Linked DNA regions of Rattus norvegicus: region 2 is linked to region 1. Evidence: chromatin contacts called from public Hi-C data. All regions are on one chromosome and are shown on one strand. Each heading gives the region's core, a stretch centred on a gene start, on an enhancer-like site or on the middle of the called end of the contact. The rest is flanking DNA. Distances are from core to core; before and after follow the strand shown. Region 1 overlaps Bbs9 (Bardet-Biedl syndrome 9). Region 2 has its middle 200 kb from the start of Bmper.

Region 1 (4,902 bases), core at 1,426-3,925:
CTGCCGGGAGCACAGCCCGGGGCTGGTCGGTTGCACAGGTAGAGGAGTTGGAGGCCGATGTAAATTACTTTTCATCAAGAAAGTCTCATTCTGAATATTGACTGCGGGCGTTTGGGAGTGGGGTGGGGGTGGGGAGTGTGCCATTGCTAGCCACTGGATAAAACAGGTATAGTCACTCGGCTACTTCCCAGTAAACTGCAAAACGACCTGCTCTAATGCAGCTCGGGTTAAAACACACAACAAGCAGGTAACCTCTACTCTTCCGAAGAGTCAGATTAGGTGTGACCAGGGATTACCACGCTGTTATGGTAGCTGAAGATAGATCATTCAGTTTGCTTAGAAGTACTGAGGGAAAAGAAATCTAGCTCTAAGAGCATTATGCAAATGCAGAATTAATAATGTTTAAAAACGCTCCCTCTACCTTATCACGATCAATGGATGTACACAACAATCTTTTAAACACGGGGACAAATGTTTGGTGTGTGTTTGTAAACTCAAACCCTTTTATTAGGTAAAATATTGTTAAGGGACCCTGGAAATTTGTAACTGTCTATGAGAGCGTTTCGCTCAGCTGTAGCAGGATCTCGCCATACTTGGTGATTGTTTTGTAGAGAACATCAGGGAATGTTCCAGCAGAGTGCAGCAAAAGCCAGTGGTTGCAAAACAAACTCGTGTCTTTGCTTAGGCCGAAGTGTGGGAGGAATTTTACATTTAGGAACAAGTTGTGGAAACCTCAGGGACCCGGAGCAGGGCTTTCTGTGTGCAGCCGCTGCCGCTAGGATGCTCCTGCGTGTCCGAGACACTTTTCTGCTCAACCAGCAGCGGGTCTTTCTGGAAGGAACATAGCAACGGTGCCATACAGCGTGGAAAAATTCAGCATGGCATATCTCAACATGACAAAGAATTCTACATCAGAAAATACAGATATGGAGAAAGACATAGCCACCACCCAAATCTAGCCACTGAAACTACATAATTTCCATTTGGTATACATGCCTTCAGGTTTGTGAATATGTGCTATTACGTATAAAATCTAAGCGTACAGATACTTTTAAATGGGGCCATGTGGTTTATCATGCTTGGAGTGTTTTCTCCCTGTACATGCAAGTCATGTATGTGCTCATGGTGCTCTGTACATGTGAGTCGTGCATGAGCTCCTGCTCTGTACATGTGAGTCGTGCATGACCTCCTGGTGCTGTAGACTTAGGAGCTGCCGTTGCTCTTCACCAGCCGCTGTGCTTGGGTGCACTTGCTCTTTGGAAAGCACGGGCCACACTGCTTCCCAGAGCGTGCAGGAGACTCCTGTCGCCCCATGATGAAGCAGCATCACGGATGCTGGAGATTCCCGTGTGCGTGGAGTCTGTCTTCACTGCCGCAGACCGGCTGCTTTTCTTGTGTTGGTAATTCACTTTGAGATGCTTCTCTTTCTGGTTTCTAGCCAACTTGGTTTTTAGAGAGAGAGGGAGATATGTTACTAGTGTATGATTTCACCGTGGTGATACTTAAACCGTGTTTGGAACTTTGAGATATATTAGTTAAGAAAGAAAACAGGGGTGCAAGTTTTATTACTTTCCATCACAAAGCCTTTATTTTACTCCAACTCATGCTTTAAAAAGAATAATTGTTAAGATCTATTACACGCATCTGTGAAATTCTCAAAGAATTAAAAATGTTACATAAAATAATATTATTTTCTATTTATGCCATGATGCTTTAGGAAAAGGCCCAGAGAAATGGCTTAAAGATTTAAAGCACGTTCTGCTCTTTTGATTCCCAGCACCTGTATTGGCCAGCTTTTAATTACCCGTGATGTCAGCTCCGGGGATCCTCAAGGAGACCTGCAAGCACACGGCAAACTGAACACAGACACAAACACATGTTCATAGATAACAAAAATACATTTTAAAGAAAAGAGTCAAATTACTGTATTTGGCTTCCAAGACAAAAGAGCTGATTATCAGAGAAACTATTAGTCCTTAGAGAACATAAAGAATAGACTCTATTCACTTTGTCTATTAGAATATCTGTTTGAAATATGGTTGGCACAGGAAAGCCTATGAAGAAATCTTACGCAGGATGACCCAGTGAATGACTGTCCATTAGAAGTGGGTGGCACTTCCTAACTGGCTAGCACGGTGCTCACAGTGAGGGTCTGGAGCCAAGAGGCACAGGCAGTGGAAGATAGAGACAGTGGGCGAGATGCTGGAAGTGCTGGCCTAGGGTCTGAAGCGTTAGCAAGCTTGCTTGTACCACGTGATTGGCAGCTAAGGCATAGGCGCACTGGTCCCGCTCAGTGCACACACGGTCTGCAGGCTGGAGCAGCAGCAGTCTCGGCCTGTAGAAACACTGTGTGATGGGTGTGATGGGTCCGACTCGTGTTGAGTCAGGGCCCTGGCTGAGATACTTAGTAGGGCATCACATTGTTTGAAGCAAATAAGGAGGGGCATAACCCATGTAGGTACCAAAAAAGCTCAGAAATTCCCTCCACTGTTTTCCGAGTGGATAAACTTCAAACCTGCATCTGCTTTAGAAAATAACCGAAAAGGCCCAGAGACAGCAAACTTGCAAGAGTGTGTATCCCAGCCAGAGCACCAGGCGGCTGACTGTAGTGTCTGCTCTTCCTTTCAAGGTTGAGTTATGTCAGTTTCCCTCACACTACCGAGATCTGAGGTGGGGCAAGCAGCCACCAGGGGGCAGCTGCAATCAGAGAGAAGCTGAATGTGCACTTGAAAAATGAAGAGAGAATTCTAAGTAGATCAGGTTCTGACAGGTGGGAGAGTGAAAAGGACCCTACCAACTAACGTCAAAGGACAGCATCGATGTTTACAGAACTGGGACCAGCTTCTTAGCAGGAGCTATGCTTTGCTTTGAGCCGTTGGGTGTTTTTTGGTTTTTTAAAATTGTTGTTACCTTATTTTCTGCAGCCCCTGGTAACGCAGGCTTTTCAGACACTAAGCAAGGATGACTGATTTTTCTCAGTATTTTTACCTGTATGTTACATATAGGTGCAGACTTTTATTTTTGAAAATTCAATCTTTTCAATTCTATGTCTGAGGAATAATTTTAAAAAGTGTTTTGTGTATGTGTGTGTGTTGTATGTGTGTTGTGTGTGCGTGTGTGTATGTGTGTATGTGTGTGTGTGTGTGTGTGTGTGTGTGTGAGTGTGCATGCCTGCAATAACTATTAATGAAAAAAGAGGCCATAAAATTGGAGGAGAGTGGGGAGAGATGTATGGATGGGTTTGTAGGGAAGAATGGAGAGGGCGAAACATAATTAGATTACAATCTCAAAAATAAATAACAAAAAGAAGCAATGTATTCAGGAACATAGAAACCCTACATGGTATATAATTCTAAAACAGAGAAACTCCTGTTCACCATTCTTCCAAAACCAGAGAGTGACAGGTTCCCACAGAGCACTTCTTCCTGTCAGCCTCGGTGGTGCTACTCCGAGGTGCGCTCTTTATGCCTTAGTGGTTTTTGTGTTTCCTGGGGTTTCATCTAGGAAAGAACATTAAACAAATACAGATTCCTGCTCTCAACCCTGCATTCTGTTCATTTCAAAAAAGAGAAATGTTATTTAAAAGTTTCTTTGGTAATTCTGATGAAAGTTTCAGACAAATGCCTGGCAACTCTCCTAACGCATAAGAAACCGGCACTGATGAGAGAACTTCTCAGAACTTCAAGAAAAAGGCTTGGTTGATGAAGTGCATGCTGTGTGCTTTGCAAACATGAGGACCTGACTTTGGGTCCCTAGCTCCAACACAGTAGGGGTTTGCCACCTGCTCTTCTGATCTTGGCATAAGGGGAGGTGGATGGGAGGATCCAAGCTATCACTTGCCGACCAGCTAGTCTCTAAGTTCAAGGACAGACTCGGCCTCAAAGAATTAGAACTGTTACCTTACTCACACACAAACATACACATACACATGTGCATGTCCATGCACATACACACAGATACACACAGGCACATGTGCACACACACATATACACAGGCATGCATATGTGAAATAAGTCTTTAAAAACATCTCAAAAATGGCCCATGAAATGAGGTTTAGAAAGCAGTTTTCGTATAACTTCACAGAAGAATTTAATCTGTGTGCCACGTTTTCAAGGACTTTCCTGGATGATTTTTTTCCCTTCTCCTTTTGAGACGGTCTCTCTGGAAAGGAAGCACAAACTTGTAACATTTGGTTTTAACCTGTGGGGATGAAATTGTGCTTTCTCACCTCACGGCTACTAAGATGTAGCAGGCCGGAGCCGTGCGGGGTTGCAGTGCCTGACTTGACTGAGGAGATTGGAGCTTCCTGAGAGGGAGGACACATGTGGACTGAACTATCACCATCAGCTTATGGGAATATCACAGTGGCGTGGAGTGCTGGCTCTACGCTTCTCTACTGTGCTCTCATCCATCCTTGCTCTCGCCAGACAGGAAGCTGAGTGGTGAGTACAAGCACTTATCCAGGGTGTCCTGGAGAAGCTGGGTACCGGACTGCGCTGATTCCCTGTCATTTTTTTCATCCCTCTCCTCTGAATGGAGAGCCACCCTTCCCTTTCTTTCCCACAAACACAAAGACGGTTCTAGATACAGTTGCTGCCTCCCTTCCCCGCTCTCACATGGTCAGGGCACTGCCACTGATTGCTCCAGCAGGCGTTCTCTGGAGAGAGCCTGGGTGGGCGACAGGCTCCTGTGGATCGGAACTTGTCTGCCAGGTCAGAAACCGAAGGCACTGGCAGGGAGAGGCTGGAAGAAATGAGGAGTAAGAAAACACTTTGGGGCCCAGGCAAGCTCACTTGACATCGCCTTCTCGTGGAACAACTACAGGCCACACTGAACTGCTAAGCCAGGGACTTCTGCCGCCTACTTCTGAGACCCTGCCTGACCTTTCACTGGCAGCCTGCT
Region 2 (4,902 bases), core at 1,445-3,944, 250 kb after region 1:
GTGGCAGCCAGGGCAGCGGGCCAGGGGAAGGTGTGGGGAAGAGCAGCCCGCAGCTGTCTGCAGCCGGAGCCACGCGCGCGCACGTTTGCATTAGTGGTCAGCACCGGGAGGTTTTCGCAGCACGACAGAGGAGGGGGTGGAGGGATGAGGGAATCATCGATCGATCGCTGCGAGCAGAGAATCTGCAGGATGTGAGAGGCCTGGTGCTGTGGCTTCCGCTCTCACACATCATCAAGCCTCGTTCGAGATGGTTTGAATTAATGACACTTCTTCAGACAGACAGAGTAGGTAAATGGAAATGTTAGACCGGCTTTTCACCTTCCTTGCTCGACACTTCCAGTTACCTTGGGTGCTGGAAACTCTCCACCCTAGCCTGCCTCCAGGCAAGTCCTAAAGCATTACAGTCATGACAATTTTCTAACACTGGGTCCTACAGGGTCTTAAGTAAAGGCACGCCTGAAATGTCCTTTGAAGCACTGTATCCCTTGGCTGCCTGCTGGACCCAGAGCCTGCAACCATCAGCCGTGCCCTAGTTACAGGCAGACTTAACCCACGAGAAGGAAGAAGCTCTGGATCATTGGTTCTATAGGACAGCCAGCACCTAAGCACCTTGTCTTAGCCGGGACAAAAGTCCTTCGGAGTTCACAGCTAGAAGCTGAAGCCTGCAAGGTATCCTTGCCAGCTTCTGGTCTGTCCAGCTATCCCAGGCCCTGCCCGCTCCTCCGTCTGGCTCTGAGAAATGGCTCCAGGACCCTGATCCTTTTGATTTTTCTGTGTACAGAGGAGCAGGAGACAGTTGGACCTGGAGTCATGTGTCCAGACACCAACCCAGGTTTCCTGTCCATCCTAGCTGTTGACCTTGAGGGGTTTACCTCACTAGCCGGTGTTTTAGCTGTTACCCCTGTGCAGAAAGAATACTAATAAAATATATTAGTAAATTAGTAATGCAGCAAAGTAGTAAAGCAATAATATGCAATGAAAATAGAAAAGTAAACTTTAAAGGTGACGTTGAATCAGCCAGAATTCCGCACATGGTACCGATTAGACGGATATGATTGATATACAGTTGTATAAGTGGATGGGACAAAAGAATAATTTAGAAAAGAATTCTGAACACTCTTCATTTGCTATTTACCTGTGTCTCGTCACCTTGGTTTCTAATTTAGGTGACCGAAACGCGTTTAGTGGGTCTCCCCATGGTAGTAGATGGTTGTCCTTCAGGAGGTTACTGGCTTGCCTTCCTCACCCCAGAGTTGGAGCAGTGTAAACTGCTAAGTCCGGGCTCCCCAGAACCCTTCTGTTCTCACACCAGTTGGACCTTTGGCTGACTTTCCTGGGGCAAGGCTATAAACTCCTTTTACAGATTGAAAGATTTTTATTCTGAAAATATTATTTTCCCTTGCCTTTCCAAAGAGGAGCTCTTGCTTCTCCTCTGAGCTCTCTTTTGGAAGCCTTCATGGTTTTAGTGTAGATGTTCTAAGGGCAGGGGTGGGGGGTGGGGGGTGAGATGAAAGAGAGTCTGAGCTGAGGGAGGTGAGGAGGTTTTTTTTTTTTTTTTCCAAATGCAAATATGTGATAAAATATGTGGCTTTGTTTATTTTTGTATATCTAAATGTTAGAAATGCTAACTTGAGCTGAACCGTTTAACATGCCTAATCGGAGGCAGATGGAATGGTCAGTGAATTATTTCTGTAAACCACTTCTGTTGGCAGGCAGGCTTTCATTCTCATTCCATTCTGGAGACCACTGCAGGTTTGGCCAGAGCGAGCTGGTGCCGGACTCTGCTTCAGTGACATATGCCTCCGCTCCCCCGCTCCCCCGACACACAACACAATCACACGTTTTCTCCAGCCCGGAGAACCACTTTTGTAACTAATTGGAGCAGACAGGGTGTTGCAGGGAAACCACGAGCACAGCAGAGCGTCCGGGTGGATATTCATCCCCGCCAGTCCTTTAACAAAGTGAACAATTGCTCAAATAATTATTTCCTGCTGTGGGCTCCCCCTCCGCCTCTTTTTTTTTTTTAAATGCTTTGTTTGTTAAATCCTATTTTCCTTCCTACTTTCCTGTTGACTGCAGCTAAATTGAATTCGGTCCAATCCATCTCACACTGGGTCAGCAAAATGCCTTGCTAGGGAGTTAACCCTTTCAGTGCTGCCTTTTATTCCCAGAGCAAAGGAAGAGACGCATTGGTTGGGGTTGGGGGCGGGGGTGGGGCAGGGCAAGAAATGAGGTGGACATGGAATTTGTTCTATTAGGATCATGACCAGTTTTGATAAAAGAAGTCCGAGGCTCTGCTCCTGCTGCCAGTGAGAATTCAGACTGTGTTTGCAGGTGGGTGGTGCACCCTAAGGGAGGGGGGCGGGGTCGCTTTTGCACAAATGCTTTCTCTAGAAATGTGGCACAGATTTGAAATGAAGGGCATGTCAACAAAAATTTTAGAGTGAAGGCAATCACGTCGGGGGTAACAGAATTAATAGAGTGGCTTGAATTAAAAGGCGGAGGAGAGGGCAACTCTGTGTCACATCTTAAAGCCATTAGGGGTAGGAGGAGCATTCTCATCTGTGGTTTCTCATTGTTTGAAGACTTGGGGTGTTGTGTGGCTGAGATCAGATGGCTGGGGGCTGCTGAGCAGTGTGAGCTGCGAGATCCCTCGATGTCTAACCCAGGGAAGAGAAACAGCTGCGGGGACACCCCAGCCAACATCAACAAGTGCTGGAGAGCATGTAGTGGCTCCTGTCCTCCATTGTGTGAAAACTGTCCCCATCCGGAGAGAGTTTAAGGGGCTGTGTGTAAGCAGAGCTGGTGTCAGGAGCTGCACTTGGCTGTCGCTCTCTCCTGGCCCGAACTGCAGCTTATGTTTCTGCAGGTGTAATGTCAGAGTCCAGGCATTTTCCTAGGTGATGGATGGGCTCGGGTTTCCCTCCTTGGATACATGTGAGGTTTAGTTCTCCCTGCCACGTACAAGCGTGTGATCGAATGTTGACAATTTCTGCCTGTACAACTCACCCTCCGTATTTCCCAACTCAGGATCTGGGAGTTCAACCAGGTATGTACCTCGAGTCGTCAGGCCCTAGATGGTTGGTGTGGTACTACCGGGACCCTTACAGAGTGTTTCTCTTGCCATCATTAAACACTACGGTCTATCACTTAGTCACATGGTGTTCATATGGCACCAGGTACAGACCACTGAGGGTGTGTACAGCTTCCATGGAGTCATAAAACAAATTTCCAGCCGACCTCAAGGGCTTACTTAAAAATGGTCTTGCTGGGATGTTTTTCTCCTTCAGGCGTCATGTGTGGGGAAGTATCTTCTAGACGTTCTACGCTTACTATGTCATCTTTCCCTGAATAACATGGGCACACATCTTGCTTAGTTTCTACAAGACTGAGCTCTACAAGACTGAATTTCTTAATGTTTACAAATGCTTTCCGTGTATCTCCTACCGGTGTGTACCTCAAACCATAGCTCTCCAAAGGCAGAAGTGAAGAGATCAATAGTTTGAGGCCAGTCTGAGCCACATAAGAAGGTCCAGCCTCAAAAAAAAAAAAAAAAAAAAAAGGACAGTGCGGTTTAGTGGTAAAGCATTTTCCTCTACAGGACCTTGGGTTTGGTTCCCACATACACGCACACCACCATAAACCTATTCGAGAATATTATTTCTGCTTTATCATATAATTTGCTGCTTCCCAAAATTCATTATTAAACCTTTGACTATGCCTACAGAATGTTTTCTCCTATCTAAAGAGTTTTGTTACTATGTTTTTTCTTTTTATTTATTTATTTATTTATTTATTTATTTATTTATTTATTTATTTATTTATTATGTATACATCATACAGCTTTCTGCCTGCATGTATGCAACTACAGGCCAGAAGAGGGCACCAGACCTGATTATAGGTGGTTGTGAGCCACCATGTGGTTGCTGGGAATTGAACTCAGGACCTCTGGAAGAGCAGTCAGTGCTCTTAACCTCTGAGCCATCTCTCCAGCCCGTTACTATGTTTTTTCGAGTGAGAGCTGTTGGGTTTATCGTATGGCTGCAGAGGCTGTACCGTAGTTAAAAGGGCTTTCCCTTCTCATTCTGGCTATATAATAGAAAATTCCCCTTTTATCTGTAAAGTTGTAAACCGACAAAGATAGAAGTTGGGGGAATTAAAAACTCAGATTTTTTTTTTTTAATCTGAGGCATCATCAGATCCGAGAGACAACTTTCCAGGAATGTAGACTTCTAAAACTGACCCCAGAAAAGAGAGAGAATCCAAACCAATATATTCCCACAGAAGATGTAAAGTTGTCAGAAAGCAGTCCATCACAGAAACATCAGGCTCAAAATGTTTCATGGGGAATTCTAACACATCATTGTATTAAAAAAAAAATTCCATAGCTTAGAAAACAAGCAAACAAACAAAACAGACCAGAAAACGGAGCAAAACACACAAATATCCAAATTTTACAATATAACTTACAATTTTAACTATTGACGGAAAAACCCAAAGATTGCAAAATAGTTCTTTTGTGTTTATCTTAAAATTCTAAGATAGAAAGCACTAGAACAGAAACATAGCTACTTAATGTCCTCAGTAGTGGAGTCCTGCTTCTCTAGAGGAACAGAACCAACCAAATTAATATAAGAAGGAATTTTGTGTTATGTCAGATGGGCGGCGGTGGGGGGGGGGGTCCTACTATGGCTGTCAGCACCGTGGAGAGGCTGAGAACCCGGAAGCTGCTTAGTCACAGCACCAGGTGCCTCAGGAATCTTGATATCGCACTGAAGGTCTAGAGCGTTCCTGGGGAGTCACTGGTCTAGAGTCACATTGGAAGGACAAAGGAGCTGGGTTCCAATGTCAACAGAGAAGGGCAGTGGCAGAGACAGCAACAGTGTGGATGCGCTGACCAAC

Evidence for each region. A called contact is a pair of places that touch in the nucleus more often than the background predicts.
Region 2: a Hi-C map of kidney shows a contact between it and region 1, with 4 times the contacts expected there. The contact joins two enhancer-like sites. A contact is called at or near these places in 3 of 12 Hi-C or Micro-C datasets (Schwann cells, kidney and psoas muscle).

What each region holds. Positions count from the first base shown.
Region 1 is chr8:29,558,711-29,563,612 of GRCr8, forward strand. All of the region lies in intron 19 of Bbs9 (Bardet-Biedl syndrome 9), which reads left to right. Among named protein-coding and RNA genes, the nearest start is that of Bbs9, 270 kb to the left of the region's middle. Within about 2 kb of position 2,676, at least 2 of the 93 cell types and tissues checked have an H3K27ac peak or open chromatin away from gene starts, as enhancers often do.
Region 2 is chr8:29,807,062-29,811,963 of GRCr8, forward strand. No RefSeq gene overlaps it. Among named protein-coding and RNA genes, the nearest start is that of Bmper, 200 kb to the right of the region's middle. Within about 2 kb of position 2,695, at least 6 of the 93 cell types and tissues checked have an H3K27ac peak or open chromatin away from gene starts, as enhancers often do.